Linked DNA regions of Mus musculus: all the other regions are linked to region 1. Evidence: chromatin contacts called from public Hi-C and promoter capture Hi-C data. All regions are on one chromosome and are shown on one strand. Each heading gives the region's core, a stretch centred on a gene start, on an enhancer-like site or on the middle of the called end of the contact. The rest is flanking DNA. Distances are from core to core; before and after follow the strand shown.

Region 1 (3,622 bases), core at 361-2,860:
CAGAGGCAGGCGGATTTCTGAGTTCAAGGCCAGCCTGGTCTACAGAGTGAGTTCCAGGACAGCCAGGGCTACACAGAGAAATCCTGACTCGAAAAACAAAAAAGAGAGAGAGAGAGAGAAGGGGGGAGGGGGAGAGAGGAGAGTGCGTAGAGCAAGTGAAGGCTATGGTGGTACATACCTTTAATTCCTACATACCTTTAATTCCAAGCTCTCAGAAGGCAGAAACAGGCAAATCTCTCTGAGCTCTAGGCCTGTCTACACAGTGAGATTCTGTCTCAAAGGAAGGAAGGGAGGGAGGGAGGAAGGAAGGAAGGAAGGAAGGAAGGAAGGAAGGAAGGAAGGAAGAGGTGAGAGCCAGTCTTGGAGGGCAGAGAATCTCTGAATTTGAGGCCAGCCTGGTCTATAGAGTGAGTTCCAGGACAACCAGGGATACACAGAGAAACAGTGTCTCAAAAAAAAAAAAAGAAAAGAAAAGAAAGGAAGGAAGGAAGGAAAGAGAGAGAGAGAGAGAGAGAGAGAGAGAGAGAGAGAGAAAGAAAGAAAGAAAGAAAGAAAGAAAGAAAGAAAGAAAGAAAGAAAGAAAGAGAGAGAAAAGATAGATGGAAGTTATGGTCAAAGACAAGATGAATAGATCATTAAACTTTATATTTTTCTTTACTATTAAGACTTAGAAGCCGGGCGTGGTGGCACACGCCTTTAATCCTAGCACTCCGGAGGCAGAGGCAGGTGGATTTCTGAGTTCGAGGCCAGCCTGGTCTACAAAGTGAGTTCCAAGACAGTCAAGGCTATAGAGAAACCCTATCTCGAAAAACCAAAAAAAAAAAACAAAAAAACTTAGAAATAATCAAAATGATCTGCTCCCTCCTTAATTCTTTAGCTATACCCATCTGTCCCTACTTTTTCATTCCTCTTTTTCTGAGACTATTTACAACCATGTTTTTAAAGTTGTAACTCAACATCTGAGTCACTAATGTTGCATTAGCCCTTAATTTTATTTATGTATGCATGTATGTATTTATTGTGTTTATGTGCACATTGCGGAGGTCAAGGAGCAATTTGCAGGTATCTGTTCTCTTCTTCCACTAAATGGATTCCAGTGACAGAACCCTGCTAGTCAGACTTTGCGGTAAACTCCTTAATAGGCTCTGTCATCTCGTTGCTCTGTCTCAATCCCCCAGCTTTTGTTGTTCCGTTTGTAAAATAAGGTTGGTTTTGAATTTTTAACCACACACCTTCATCTTACAGGCCTGTGCCCCCTCACTCCTGCCTTTAAGGACCCAAATATGCCCATGTGATGACATATTCCCTTAATACCAGAACTAGGGAGGCAGAGTCAGGAGAACCTCTCTAAGTTCAAGACCAGCTTGGTCTGCATAGTGAGTTCCGGGACAGTCAGGGGTACATAAGTGAGACCCTGTCTTAAAACAAAAAAAAACAAAAAACAAAACAAAACAAAAAACGAAAAACGGGCAGCTAAGGTGACATTAAGGATAGCCTAAAACTAAACCCCCCTGACCCGCCCCGTCAACCTCTCCTGCTTAGTCCATCCCCCGCCTCCGCGCCCCAGGCGGACCGCGGTGCGCATGCTCAGCCGCAAAGGCCTCCGGGAGAGGGGCGGAGCCGGCGGGGTTGTTTGCACGGCAAAATGCGAGTGGGCGCTTCCCGCCGCTGAGTTGGAGACAGATCAGCCATCCTCGTGGAGCCGCTCAGGCCCGCTTTTCCAGAGAGAGGCGGCATTTCTCCCGTCCTGAGGAGGGTGACGCGACAGGTAGGAAGACCACAGTGTCAGGAGAGTCGTGCCCCCGGCCTCCAGGCTTCTTAGCGTCCTGGCCTCTGTGCGGTGACTGAGCTTGGTGCGTTTGGTCTCTTGCGGCTTCTTTCTGTAACTGCCTTCCGTTACACCTGTGGCTCTCTTTCCATTAAGCAGTGTATTTTTCAGACATAAACAGATTGGGTGTGTTGGCCCTTGCCTTTAATCCCATCACACGAGTGGCAGGGGGTTCTCTGAGTTCGAAGCCAGGCTGTTCTATAAAGTCTGTTCTAGGCCAATCAGTGCTACTTAATGAGACCTGGATTCAAAAAACAAAAACATCGGGCTGGAGAGAGATAGAAGCAAATAGTTTTATCTGTAGAGTTCTGTGAGTGAAATTTGCAGGTTAGCGCTGGCGGTGGCTGCCCATTTTTCTAATCCTGGCAGGGAGGCAGAGGCCATTGGATCTCTTAGTCTACAGTGCTAGTTAGAGGACCTTGAACATTGTTACTTGTTACATTGTTACTTCCAAATATTTCCAAGGAACTTTTCTTTTTTTAAGATTTATTATATGTAAGTACACTGTAGCTGTCCTTAGATACTCCATAAGAGGGCATCAGATTTCGTTATGGATGGTTGTGAGCCACCATGTGGTTGCTGGGATTTGAACTCAGGACCTTTGGAAGAGCAGTCGGCGCTCTTAACCACTGAGCCATCTCGCCAGCCCCCCAAGTAACATATTTGGACTGTGGTTCATTGCTGGTAACTCATACCAATAGTAAGAGATTACTGTACATTTGTTTGTTTGTTTGTTTGTTTGTTTGTTTTGGCTCTGGGGATGGTTGAAACTGGCTATCATGTTGCTCACAGTTACCTTGAACTCCTGATCTTTCTTCCTCTGACTTCCAAGCTCTCCTATTTTGGGATTTTTTTTTTTTTTTTTTTGAAATGTAAGGAGACTCTGTGAAGAAGAAAAGGGCAAGTGAGATGGCTCAGAGGGTAAAGATTCTTGCCCCCAAATCCGATAACCTGTTTGATCGCCAGGCCCTACATGGTATGAGGAGAGAATGAACTACCATAGGTTGTCTTGATATGTGTGTTTCTACCACCCCGAAACAAATAAATAAATGCAACTTAAAATTCCTATGTTGAGAACCCGGAAAAATGGCTTGGTGAGTAAAGGTGTTTGCAGTCAAGCCTGCCAGCCTGAGATTAATGGCCAAGACTGACTTCTCCACACATGCCATGCATCATGAGTACAGTCCCTTACAAGCATGCACACTTCCAGTGGTAATTAATGTAACTGTTAGAACTTTTACTTAATTATATGTGTATGCGTCTATGTGAATTTCAGCACACCACATGTATTCAAGAGCTGGAGGAGGCCAGAAGCTGGGGTTAAATCTCTTGAAACTGGAGTTACAGGTGCTGGGAACTGAACCCAGGTCCTCTGTAAGAGCAACAAAGTGCCCTTAACCAATGAATCACCCTTCTAATCCTAAATGTAAGTCTTAAAATGTTTCTTTTTTAATTGGGAAATCCTGGGTAAACGGGAAGGAAGCACACACAGCACACCATAGCCTGGTGTTCGCTCACACAACACTCCATAGCTTGGTGCTCAGGGCAGTTATGTGGAGGGTCCAGCAGGCTCTCCCTTAATCTGCCATTTTCTGTTGAGTTGGCCAGTTGCCTTGAGTATACTTTGTACATTATGTTCAGTTCTCTATTTTAAAAGAGCATTGTCAAATCCAACAACCCAAAATTCAGGAGAAAAGAAACTCCACATTTTCATACAATGGTAATAGTATGAATCATAACTTGTTTTTGATCAGTCAAATAGCCAAGTTAGTCTGTTTTCTAAAATTGCCTTTG
Region 2 (3,622 bases), core at 740-3,239, 1.9 Mb before region 1:
AATCATTGCACAAAGCCGTCTTGGACCAACTTCCATGATTCTCGCACTGCCTTCCATGAGCCCACGGCACATGGTCCTCCCAGATCTGAATGAATCAGCTTCATGCTGCTGCACTACACCTGAGCTGGGGGCAGAGAGAGATGCCACTGAGTGGTCAGCGTTCACAGCTGTCACGCGCCCTGCCACCAGCTAGGAATGTGTGGGTGCTCTCAATATAAAAGCCATCATCTTCCAATGTCTTTGTAAGCTTTACATTTTCTAGGTAGAAACACTGAGAAGTTACATACATAGCGTTCTACATGCACAGATATACACACATATACGTAGACTGTACAGCCCGAGATGCTGATCTGCTTGCCAAAATACTGAGAACTTGGCAAACAGAACAGGTGACGTGGGTACACAGGTGACATAGGTACACAGGTGACATGGGTTCACAGGTAAAGTAGCTTGCCGTCAAGTCTGACGGTCCGAGTTCGATCCCTGGGCTCCACATGGTAGAAAAAAGAAAATGATTCCAGCAAGTTGCACTCTGACCTCCACGTATGCATCACGGCACGCATGTCCCCACACACTCTTTCTCTACGTCCCTGCGCACACACACACACACACACACACTCTCCCACCTTATGTGTGACAGAGAGAGAGAGAAGGAGGGAGGGAGACGGAGGGAGACAGAGGGGAGGTATCTTTAAAAACATAACAATAAACTCAGCAGTGCTGTGAAGAGGGAGGACAGCACTCATTTGCTTGGGAACGCAACCTTGAAAGAATTCCCTCTTTAGAGCATAGTGATCATCAAAGCTTGGGGTCTGATGGGGAGGTAGAGTTGAGGGGTGGGTGGTTGTGGCCAAAGGCTGGGCAAGAAAGTGACACCAACGGCCCACCATATGAGCTTCCAAGCCCTACGTGCCAGCATAAATCCCAGCCCTGATCTATGGCCCAGATGCCAAGCAAGGGAGGCTCTGCAGTGGGGCAGAAGGCAATCCTTGAGGCCTCTGTGAAACCGATTTCACTAACTTTGAAAAGTCACTGGACCTCTACACCTGTTTTCTTACCTGTTGATCTAGCACGTTAGCGGCCCTCAATTGCTCAATTACAACCATCAGAGCCATCTCATGCTGCTCCATGAGCACTCCCTGCCCCACTCACAACCCCCCATGATGCCCGTGGCTTATGAACCGAATCTATACATTCACCTCCAGTTTTCTGGCCAGCTGGAAAGGTTTTCTCCCATCCCCCCACCCCCAACAACACTGGTGGCTCCCGCGGCTCATGCCTCACTCTTGGCAGAACGCCTCGATAGGCATACACCAGTAACCACTCTGCCCCACGTGGAGACTTCTTAGTACCCCTAATCATTAGCCATTAAAAAAATTAAAAGTTTCACCCCCTTATGCCTAGAAATTATCCCTGACTCAGGGCAATACGCTCTCAACTCCGAGGGCGACTTGGTCACAAAGCTTTCTCCCATTCGGGCCTGTGATCCAGAGCTTCAGCCTGGGGGATCGCCCTGCCTTTCACAATTTTCAAGTAACAGTCCCTGGATGCCCTAACACGATCCTGGGTTCCCCCAAGAACCTCCACCCAGCCTCCCCCTTACTGCGACTGGGACCCTCCCCTAAACACCGCGCCACAACTGGAGACCCCGCGAGGGTCCCTGCAGGCCAGGGCTCACCACCCAGCTCCGGGGCGGGAAAGGAGCTTCCGGCTCTCCGACCGCCCTGACCTTGTAGCTTCTCGGGCTCCACCGCCCGACACGGAACCGACACTCACCTGCGTCCCCTTGCCAGCCCCGGGCGGCCCCAGCAACACGGCCCGGATGCCCTTCGGAATCTCCGGTTCGGAAGCCAACACGTTGGGAGCCATGTCTTCCAAAGCTTCACTCCAACAGCCAGCCGCACACCTCACAGGTCTAGCGCTTCCAGGCCAGCGTACATCCTACTCCGGGCTCACACTGGTCGCTCGCCGCATCCGTCAACCCTCTCTACCCGCCCCCGAACTTGACGGGCACTTTCATTTACCAATCGTACGACGAGACTAAGAAAATTCTGTTTCCGATTGGGCAGAATTGGGAACGAGGAAGAGGCGGGCCAGCCTGGGAAGAGCTGGGGCAACAGAGCGCGTGCGGCTCTCGGCTGGTGTATGGAGTGGGCGGGAAAAACGAGAAGGAAGCCTGGAGCGGGTGAAGTTCTAGTTTGGCCTTTGACAGTTAATAACTCCAGAGTCTCTGTTTGAGCCCCGTAAAATTGCCTGTGAGAGTGTAAGTGGGTAAAATCACTCCCAGGAAACAAATTGGCAATAACGTAACCTTTGGACCAGTAATTCCACTTCCAAGAATTCAAAGGCAGAAACAAGGAATATGTAATGAGTTCCTGACAAAGATGTTGATGTCTAATAATAAGATTGGTTAAGTAAATTCCAACAAGTTTGTAATCTGACACCCTCTCCCTCCAGAACACCCCCATTGAACAGCACCATAACTTTGGCTATTTGGGAAGATCACATTTAAAGCTTGTCAAGGCCACGACGGTGAATTCAAGGCCAGCCTGGGCAGTTTAATGAGACCTTGTCCCAAAATGAAAATGAAGATAGCTGGGGCTGGCTATAGTACAGAGACAGAAGTTTTGGGCTCAATCCCCAGGACTGTAAAAATAAAACACATATGCATATATGAACACAGACAACCTTCCTGACTTTTAAGTCAGCAGAAAGACAGTTTTTATCCAGAGAGATGAGCCTGTCTTGAACAAGGCAATGATGTCGCCAGCTTTTAGGTGTGTCAAAGTTTCATCCTGTCCCAAAGGAGCCTTTCTCAACTGTAAGTGCAAGTGTGATTAGGAAACCATTCTTGCCCCACAGGCACAGTGCAACCATTTTCTACACCCTAGTGGTAAATGATGTTAACCAGCTAGCCAGATGGCTCAGCTAGTATAGACACTTGCCACCAAACTCTGAGGACCTGCGTTTGATTAACAAGACCCCACCCCCAATGAAAGAAAGAAGAGAACCAACTCCCACAGGTTGTCCACCGAGCTCCACATGTGTGCTGTGGTACACATATCTGCGCGTACATATATGTTCACACACAGAAAATAAGAAATAAATTCAAATGAAAAAAGAGAAACTAACATTCATACTTCTTGCTCATCCTGGATTTTCATGGGAGCCAGCTTGATCTGGTTGGGTTCTCTTAGTGGCCTTGAAGGAAGCAGGGGTTTATTGTGTCCTTTTTAAGACCGGAAGCGGAAGTAAGAGCTGATCACTATATAATTACATGGTCACAGGATTACAAGTAACACTGTGAACTAAGGGGCAGGGCAAAGTTCAGTCACTGGTGTCTAGCACTCAAGTGTGAGGGCCTGCGTTCTGGTGCCCGGCACTCAGGTAACGTCAGCAACTGTTTACAACCCCAGCCCTGAGGAGGTAGAGATCGGCAGACTCTTGGAGCTCACTGAGCAGAAAGCCTAGCCTAATGAGTGAGCTTCAGATACAATGGAAGGCCTGTAGAGAGAATCGATGTGTACTGTGTGGAAGCATCACCTGCCAATCAAAAGCAGATGGCCCTTTAACAAAAGGCAGGAAGTAGAAGATGGGAGTTCCGGGAAAGAGATGGGAACTC
Region 3 (3,622 bases), core at 319-2,818, 1.7 Mb before region 1:
GGTGATTTCTCGCTTCATTCCCATTGCTGGCCAGTGTTTTTCCTCACAGAACCTTCTCAACTCTGGGCTAGTCTTTTTGTTTTCAGAACAAAGGTGTTCCTCTCTTCTCCAGGCTCATCCCAGAGCCATGTTCTGAAAACAGCCCCTATCTCTCTAGGAGAGTAGCCTTCTCTGTGTTGTCAATACCATATCATTCCAGTTAATTTTTGCCGCTTGCTTATTGTGCCTCTGCCCTATGCCCGGAATTGTGTGCTTGATGCTTTGAGAAGGAACCAACGACCTCCGTGGGTCCCACCCTCCAGCTTCCCCAATGTGTGACATCCTGTGCTAAACTGGAATCCTCACGAGGACAGCGACTTTGTCCACACTTTTTAGAACTGTGTTCCCAGCCAACTAGCGCACGTGCCTATGAACTTATACTTCCCAGAAAGCAGGATGGTTTTTTGTGTCCTTCCTTCTCTGGGATGCTTAGGACGGCAGAGGCAGCCCTGATCCTCTAGGCCTGCAGGTGGACAGCAGAGTGTGCCACAGAAATCTAAGCGGGTTCGGAATCGGGAATGCCTGCCTCCTCAGGTAGAAGTGAAGTTTAGAAGTTGACACAGCCCGCGAGGCCGAATCAAGAGGACTTGGTGACTGATTGGCTGGGGAGGGTGAGGCGGGAGGAGGAGTCGCGCAGATGGCTCTGAGGTCTGGAGCTGGGGGGACAGGCGGTGCCACCTCTGATAGACTTTCTAGAAGTGCTGTCAGCTCCTGGTCGCCCCACCGCTGAGACTCAGGCCTAGGGTTGGGAAGCGGTGTCCTGGCTTGTGCAAACTTCTGCACCCCACCCCGCCCCCACGTCCTTTCTTCAGAAATAAATAACCAAAATCTTAGCAGGGATCTTGAGCCTGGCCGTTTGTCACCGGGTGTGTGTGTGGGGGGGGGGGGGAGCACCGTGGGGGTCTGCACCAGCTTGCGATTTCCCAAGGAGGGACACCCCCACCCCTCCCGAGAGCAGCGTGACCAGCCAGTCCCGGGTCCCCAGGCCACCGCCACCCGGGAGCGGAGTCTGGGCGGGACAATGGCCGCGGCCGCCCGGGCCCCGGGAGCCCCCGTGCTGGGGAAGGGGCTGTCCTAGGGCCGGGCGCCGGTGCCCTCCCCGCGCGGCTCGGGCGGGCGGAGGGGGGCGCGGAGTTCCTTTGTGGCTCAGCCTCCGGCGCGGCGCGGCGCGGGCAGGGGGCGCCGCGCAACTTTCCTTGGCGGCGGCGGCGGCGAGCGCGAGACGAGGCCCCGGGGCCGAGCGGGGGCCCCCAGCGCGCGGCCCGTCCCCGCCCCGCCGGCCCCCTCCCCTCGCCGTCGCCAGCGCCGGGCGCTGCCCACTCGCCGGAGCCCCGGGGCCGGGCGGGCTGCGCAGCCGAGAGGCGGGGGGCCGGACGCGGCTCGCTCGCGGGGCCCAGCGCGCCGGGGCCGCGCGGCTGCACAGCCGGCCTCCGCCGCCGCGGCGCCTGCAGAACCCAGAAGTGAACAGCAGGCGACCCGGAAGGTTTGCGCGCCGCTCCGCACCGAGCCCCAGCCGCGCGCCGCCGCCACCGCCGCCACCGCCGAAGCCGGGAGCCCCCAGCCCGGCCCTACTCGGGCCGCCGGGCTCGGGGCTGCGGCCGCGTCCCGGAGCGCCGCCAGCACTGCCAGGTCCGTGCGGGCCCGGGGCGCGCGGGGGAGCGGGCCCGCCCGCGGGAAAGTTGCGCCGAGTTGCGGGGCGGGGGCCGGGCGGGCGCGAGCGCTGTCAGCGCGGGGCGGCCGCGCTGCGTGGGCCCGGGGGTCGCCGGTGCCTCGGGCCGGGCCCCGGGGCGGCCGTGGCTGCGGCGGCTGCGCGCGCGGGGTAGGCAGCGTCTCCCGCGGCGTGTCTGGGGTTCGTCTCCGAGTGTGTGCGTGTGTGTTTTCCTAAGCCGGGCTATTCAAACCTGCTGCAATTCTCCGGTAAACAATGATTCATGGGGCTTAATGCAAATAAACGGATTGCAAACGGCGCGGTTCGCGCACTTTGCAGCCGGCCCGGTGGAGCGGCCAGTGCCGGATTTCTCCGTTTTTTTGCAGATCTGCAGAATATGGCGTCCCTGTCCTGTTTTAAAAATAAGCCAGGCTGCCATTTTTGTTTTTCTTTTGTCTGAAGATTTTAATAAAACTGTCTGAGAATGTGGGAGAGGCGGCTGGAAGCAGAGGGGGCACCCGAAGGGTTGGCTTTTTTCCTTTTCTTTGGAGAGAGCCGGGAGCCTTTCGGGGAGGTGAGACACAATACAATTACACTTTAAAGGAAAAAATAAGGGGGAGAGAAGCTGCCGGGTGATTTGGGGGGAGGGGGCTGGGAATTTAAAGTTAACTCTGAAAGTTTTCTTTTCTTTCTTGCTTTTTTTTTTTTTTAAGATTTTTTTTTTCTTCCCCTGAGGGCCCTGAGATGCCGCGAAAGGATATGGGGGCCCATTTCTCTGTTTCTTCCCACCTAGCTAGTCGCCTTTGCAGGGTTTTTGGGAAAAGTTAACTGCCGGTTTCCCCAGAACTGCGTGGGTGGGGATGTCGTGTGTGTGTGTGTGTGTGTGTGTGTGTGTGTGTGTGTGTGTGTAGGGCTGAGGTGAGAGGTTTTGGGAGGAGTCGTTTGGACGAGGCTCTGTATCAAAGTGGTATTGTAAGGAACTATATTGTAGCCCCAGATTTGGGGGAGTTGGCTGGCTCTAGGGGCATAAAGTGGGCCCAGGGTTTGGAGCTAAGATCCCTGTCATGAGGACATGACCCTTCTTGCCACCCTGTCCTCCAGCAGTGTGGATCCTTTAGGAGCTGTGTGTGTGTTGGAGATGGAGGGAGGCTTGCCCCTTCATGGGTGGCCAGAGCCCCCTTGGTGGACAGGAAGTTTTGGTAGCCCCCTCTTGGGGCAAGTCTGGTTGATTGCAGTGGAAGAACCCCCTTCAGGTATGGGTGGTCTTCTTAGCCTCCAGAGATGGCCTCTGTTGATGAATGTCCTTAGTGGTGGGTTTTTAGCTGGGTACAGGCCTGCAGCTCCTGTGGGTCCCGATATACATAGGAGTAGCTGACTGCCTGGCCCTTGTGTTCTGGGCCTGTCCTCTGCTTGTGTTAACTCCTTTCTGCCACCCGGCCTGCCACTTTGAAGTCTCCTGATTGGACATCAGTTGAGTTTCTGAAGTGGCTGACTGGACTGGCTGGTGACTGTACAGGCAGCAGAGTGGTATGAGGCCAGGCCCATAAAATCTGAATGTGGTCTTTTCCCCTTTTGGGGGAGACTCTGTCCTAGGAGGATGCTCTGAGCCTTTGTGCTTATCTAGGGCCCTCCCCCCATTTCCTGGAGGGAAAAGTCTCCTTTCAGAGCGGTGTCCTGGCTTCACCAGGCCAATGTGAGCTCCCCAAGGGCAGCCAGTGGGAACAAGGCCTGAGAGCGTTGAGCTGCAGAGCTAGGCATGCCTGGGTCACCCGGTTCTGAACCAACAAGGTTTTAGATGGAGAAACTGAGGCCCAAGAGTCACTACTCTGCCCAGTAGAGGAGAGCTGAGACTGGAACCCACGTTTGGGTTCTCTGTTTTGGAGCGCTCTCACCCCCAGCATGGTTTGCTTCAGACAAAACTGAACAGGAATAGAC
Region 4 (3,622 bases), core at 663-3,162, 1.6 Mb before region 1:
TGAGATTCTCCTGCCTCATTCAGTTGCTTGTGTTAGGATTACAGGCATGTGCAACCTCCCTGGCTGTGATCCCTCCCTCTCTCCCTTTCTTTTCTTTCCTTTTTTTTTGATTTTTGATTTTTTTTTTTTTTTTTTTCTGAGCATTGTGCCCAGGGCCAGGCTCTCTACCTTGGAGCCGTTGAAACCACTCCTTTCTGCTTCCACTTGTTGAACCTTTTCTCCGGTGACAAAGACCAGGAGCGAGGTTCACAAAAGCTCACAGGTTGGAATTCACGGGAAAATACCACTGGAAAATCATGATAGGAATGAGACATGTAAGCCAGCTTTTAGAAAGTCACACAGTAAAGGAGGCAGGATTGCAGTATAAAGCCAATTCCCAAATAAAAAGAAGGGGCGGGGGAAGCTATTCACCTGAGAGAATTTTCCTTAGTCACACCACTCACTGAGCCTTCTGTTTCAATGTCCTCCCTAACCTTTGCAACAAACTCCTATTCATCCTTCAACACTTTGCTGAAGTATGCTCTCTGGGAAGCCTTCTTTGACGTTGCATACATTTAACAGATCCATTCTTGCATCTGTTCTTCTGCTATCACTTTGGCTAACAGTTTGTCTCTTCCACCACCTCTCTGAGGACAAGGGCTAATTATCTTAGTCAGTGTAGCATCCTCTAGACACAACAGCGTGCCTGGTTTATACCAAGTGTTTGTCGTTGTGTTGATAAATACGCAACCTGCAAGTACAATTCGCATTTGATTTGCAAACCTAGGTTTGGTCGCTGGGACTTTTCATGTGGAAGCACGTTTCCCCTTGTTGTGAAGAAACGATTTGAGACTCATAAAGTAAGCTCCGACCATGAGAGCACATTAGTCTGCTTTTCATACCCCAGAGACTGGAGCATTTCCCCTCCACACTAAACCTCCTGGGGCTGGCTTGATATTAGCAGCACAGCTCCGTGCTAGCATTTCTATTGTGGCGAAGGCTAAATTACACCACGAGCCTAATGCGGCCACCAGTCTTAGTGAATTGGGGGAAGGGGTAATTAGAAGACAACATTTCTGTAGCAGACCTAGGCGCGGAGATGGAGGAGGAAGTTGATTTAAACCTAGCCATTAAAAGAATACGCCAGAAACTAAAGCAAAACAGGAGCTTCCTCTGGACACGACAACATACTCTAGTGCCCAAGGTCTGTTCCCCACGGTTGTCAGGTCAGAAAACAGGGGGCAGTGCCTACCTTGGGCACCCCTCCTTCTCTACCGTGGGACCTGCTTTGCTTAAGGAGAGAGCTCTTTTCTTCCAGTAACAACAACCACAGTTTGCTCCCCAACGCACCATCTCGATCTCGCCTTCGATGCCCAGCAACCCCCACCAGGCTTAACTCGGTATCTAAAGTGCCTGTGGCTGGGCTGTCAGGCCACGGAAGAGCAGGCGCGCGGTGGGGAGGCCGGACCCCGGTGTCTCCACAGTCCCCCAGAGGACACGGGCCGCAGGGGCGGGCCTCTCCATGTAAGAAGGCCACGCGCCCCCGAGATCACGCGACTGCAGGGACTTCAGCGGCTCTCCTACTGCCTCCCGCAAACCCTGACTCCAGAGATCGCCGCGGTCCTCATCGCGGCCGGGTCCGCGTCGGCGGTGAACCGGTGTCCACCGCGCTGCCCAGCCTTGCGCCGCAGGGCCCTCTCGCCGCACCGTGACAGCTGGGTGCCCAAAGGGTTAAACCCGCCGCGCGACGCCGGGTGTCCCCCGCGCGCCGCCCCGCCGCCGCCAGCCGGCCCCAGCGCGCACGCGCCCGCCCGTTACCTGCGGTGGCCTCCGCGCTCCTCCTCCACCTGGCCGCGCTCTCCCGGGGCCGCCCCTCAGCCCGCCCCCTCGGCTCTCCGCCGCGCACCCTGCTGGCTGCCCAGCTGTGGCCCGCGGAGGAGGGGCCTGGGGGGCGATTACCATGTATTAGCATACCGGAGAGTGTCACGTGCCCACTCCAGCCAATCGTCACTCGGAGAAGGCGGAGATTGAATTGAACACGCCTTGGTGCTGCTCTGGGACTGAACCGGTGGCCATGGCAACGGAGGGGAGGGCGGAGGAGGGGGCGCAGGCTCTGGAGCCTTGCCATCCCTTTGGAGCATCTCCTCTACCTGAACTCCGCACTGGGACTCCGGGTACTTTTCCTATTCTGCATATGGAGAGCACCTCAAATTGGTCTAGACAGGGAAATTCAGATTCCGGAAAGGCTCTGAACACTTAAACCACGTGCCTCACACTTTTCTGCAGCTAACTCTCTGGTAGCTTTAGGAAGTACATATCATAAACTTAATTTGATACTGGGGCGAGTTTATGCTCAGAGAGGCTCAGCCACACACCCAAAGTCACACAACCACCACACTACATTGTAAAGTGGAAATGTGAGAACATCAGGCCCAGGGCTCTCCTGCGTTCTTCACAATTCCAAGCGGTGGAGGGGAAGACTGTATACAAACAGTCGAAAGAAATTTCATACATCAGCAGTGGAGCACCTTTGCACTGCCCGACAATGTCCTTCTGAGGCATAAACCCGGTACACATATTACAGATGAGGCCTGGGCCAAACAGCTGTTAGGAGCCTATAGTTAATCATTCAATCCATGTGTGCTCAAGCTATCAAAAAATTTTACATCCACTCTTAATTGCACTGTTGCTATGGCCACTTTACTGATCCAGACACTGAACCATCGAAGCTGGGCAAGGAAATGTCCATACTTATTCCTCCAGTACTTCACACATTTAGATTCCAATCCTGGCTTATCCTACTCCAAAGCTATATTCTAAAGGCACCTCATTATACCAGGCTCATTGAACTTAGGTTTAGGCATAAGAACACCTTCCCTAATAGGACTGTCACTCAAGATTGAAATATATTCCGTGACAAGTGGCAAGTGTTGAAGTCACAAAACATAAAGTCACCCAGTTGGTAGGGGACTCTAGGATTCTGTCTCTCTGCCTTCATCTCTGTTGATCTGGTAATTCACTTAAAGGGACAAGCACTCCCATGGACTTGTTTAGTTCAGTGGTTCACTGATTTTAATGTAGCATGGACGGATTACTGGATTAGGCCCTGTGGTTTAAATGAACTATCTAGACACTTTAAGATCATTTAAAATATATAAATATTTCTTCCCACCAGACTGACTTAAAATCCAATTTCCTTCTAAACTGCGACTTAAGAGCACAGACAGAGAGGCAAACCTACTTGGGTTAACATTCTGCTTAGCCATTCATCAGCCGTGTGATCTATGGCAAGTTCTATAATCTGTTTGTGCCTCAGTTTCTTCACCAATAAGACAGGATAGGAATGTTGGAAGCATTAAAGAACTAATGTATTAGTTACACAGGCCTGGTCCAGTGGGTAAGAGCCATTAAAGAATTAATGTATAAAAGATATGTAATATAGGCCTGGTCCCGTGGGTAAGACCCCATCCTTGCTAACTGTGGTCATTTCCACATCTGGCCCAGGATCTCCCATGAGATACACAACCCACGTGCTCAGATCTCTCCTCCCTTCCTGGCAGTGGGACACAGAAGTTGCCTGTCATCCCCTGTGGCACATTAAACAGCCTGTTGTGCTGGTGGAGGCTTGTTATCTCTGCAAATG

The links. Promoter capture Hi-C pulls out the DNA fragments that hold promoters and counts their contacts. A called contact is a pair of places that touch in the nucleus more often than the background predicts.
Region 2: a promoter capture Hi-C map of stem cell-derived epiblast-like cells shows a contact between it and region 1, with 4 times the contacts expected there. The contact joins the promoter of Ak2 here to the promoter of Zmym1 in region 1.
Region 3: a contact with region 1 is called in a promoter capture Hi-C map of hippocampal neurons, with 3 times the contacts expected there. The contact joins the promoter of Zfp362 here to the promoter of Zmym1 in region 1. A contact is called at or near these places in 1 of 39 promoter capture datasets (hippocampal neurons) and 1 of 115 datasets of contacts at active chromatin or transcription factors (large pre-B cells).
Region 4: a Hi-C map of B cells shows a contact between it and region 1, with 6 read pairs. The contact joins the promoter of Phc2 here to the promoter of Zmym1 in region 1. A contact is called at or near these places in 1 of 39 promoter capture datasets (embryonic stem cells), 1 of 484 Hi-C or Micro-C datasets (B cells) and 1 of 115 datasets of contacts at active chromatin or transcription factors (astrocytes).

What each region holds. Positions count from the first base shown.
Region 1 is chr4:127,059,142-127,062,763 of GRCm38.p6, reverse strand. It overlaps Zmym1 (zinc finger, MYM domain containing 1), which reads left to right and starts at 1,610. Exons shown (of 8, transcript NM_026670.5): 1 at 1,610-1,768; 2 at 3,105-3,254.
Region 2 is chr4:128,991,591-128,995,212 of GRCm38.p6, reverse strand. It overlaps Ak2 (adenylate kinase 2), which reads right to left and starts at 1,989. Exons shown (of 7, transcript NM_016895.4): 1 at 1,777-1,989. The coding sequence starts at 1,869.
Region 3 is chr4:128,804,058-128,807,679 of GRCm38.p6, reverse strand. Zfp362 (zinc finger protein 362) reads left to right here and starts at 1,568. Exons shown (of 9, transcript NM_001081098.1): 1 at 1,568-1,668.
Region 4 is chr4:128,652,992-128,656,613 of GRCm38.p6, reverse strand. It overlaps Phc2 (polyhomeotic 2), which reads right to left and starts at 1,912. Exons shown (of 15, transcript NM_001195130.1): 1 at 1,798-1,912.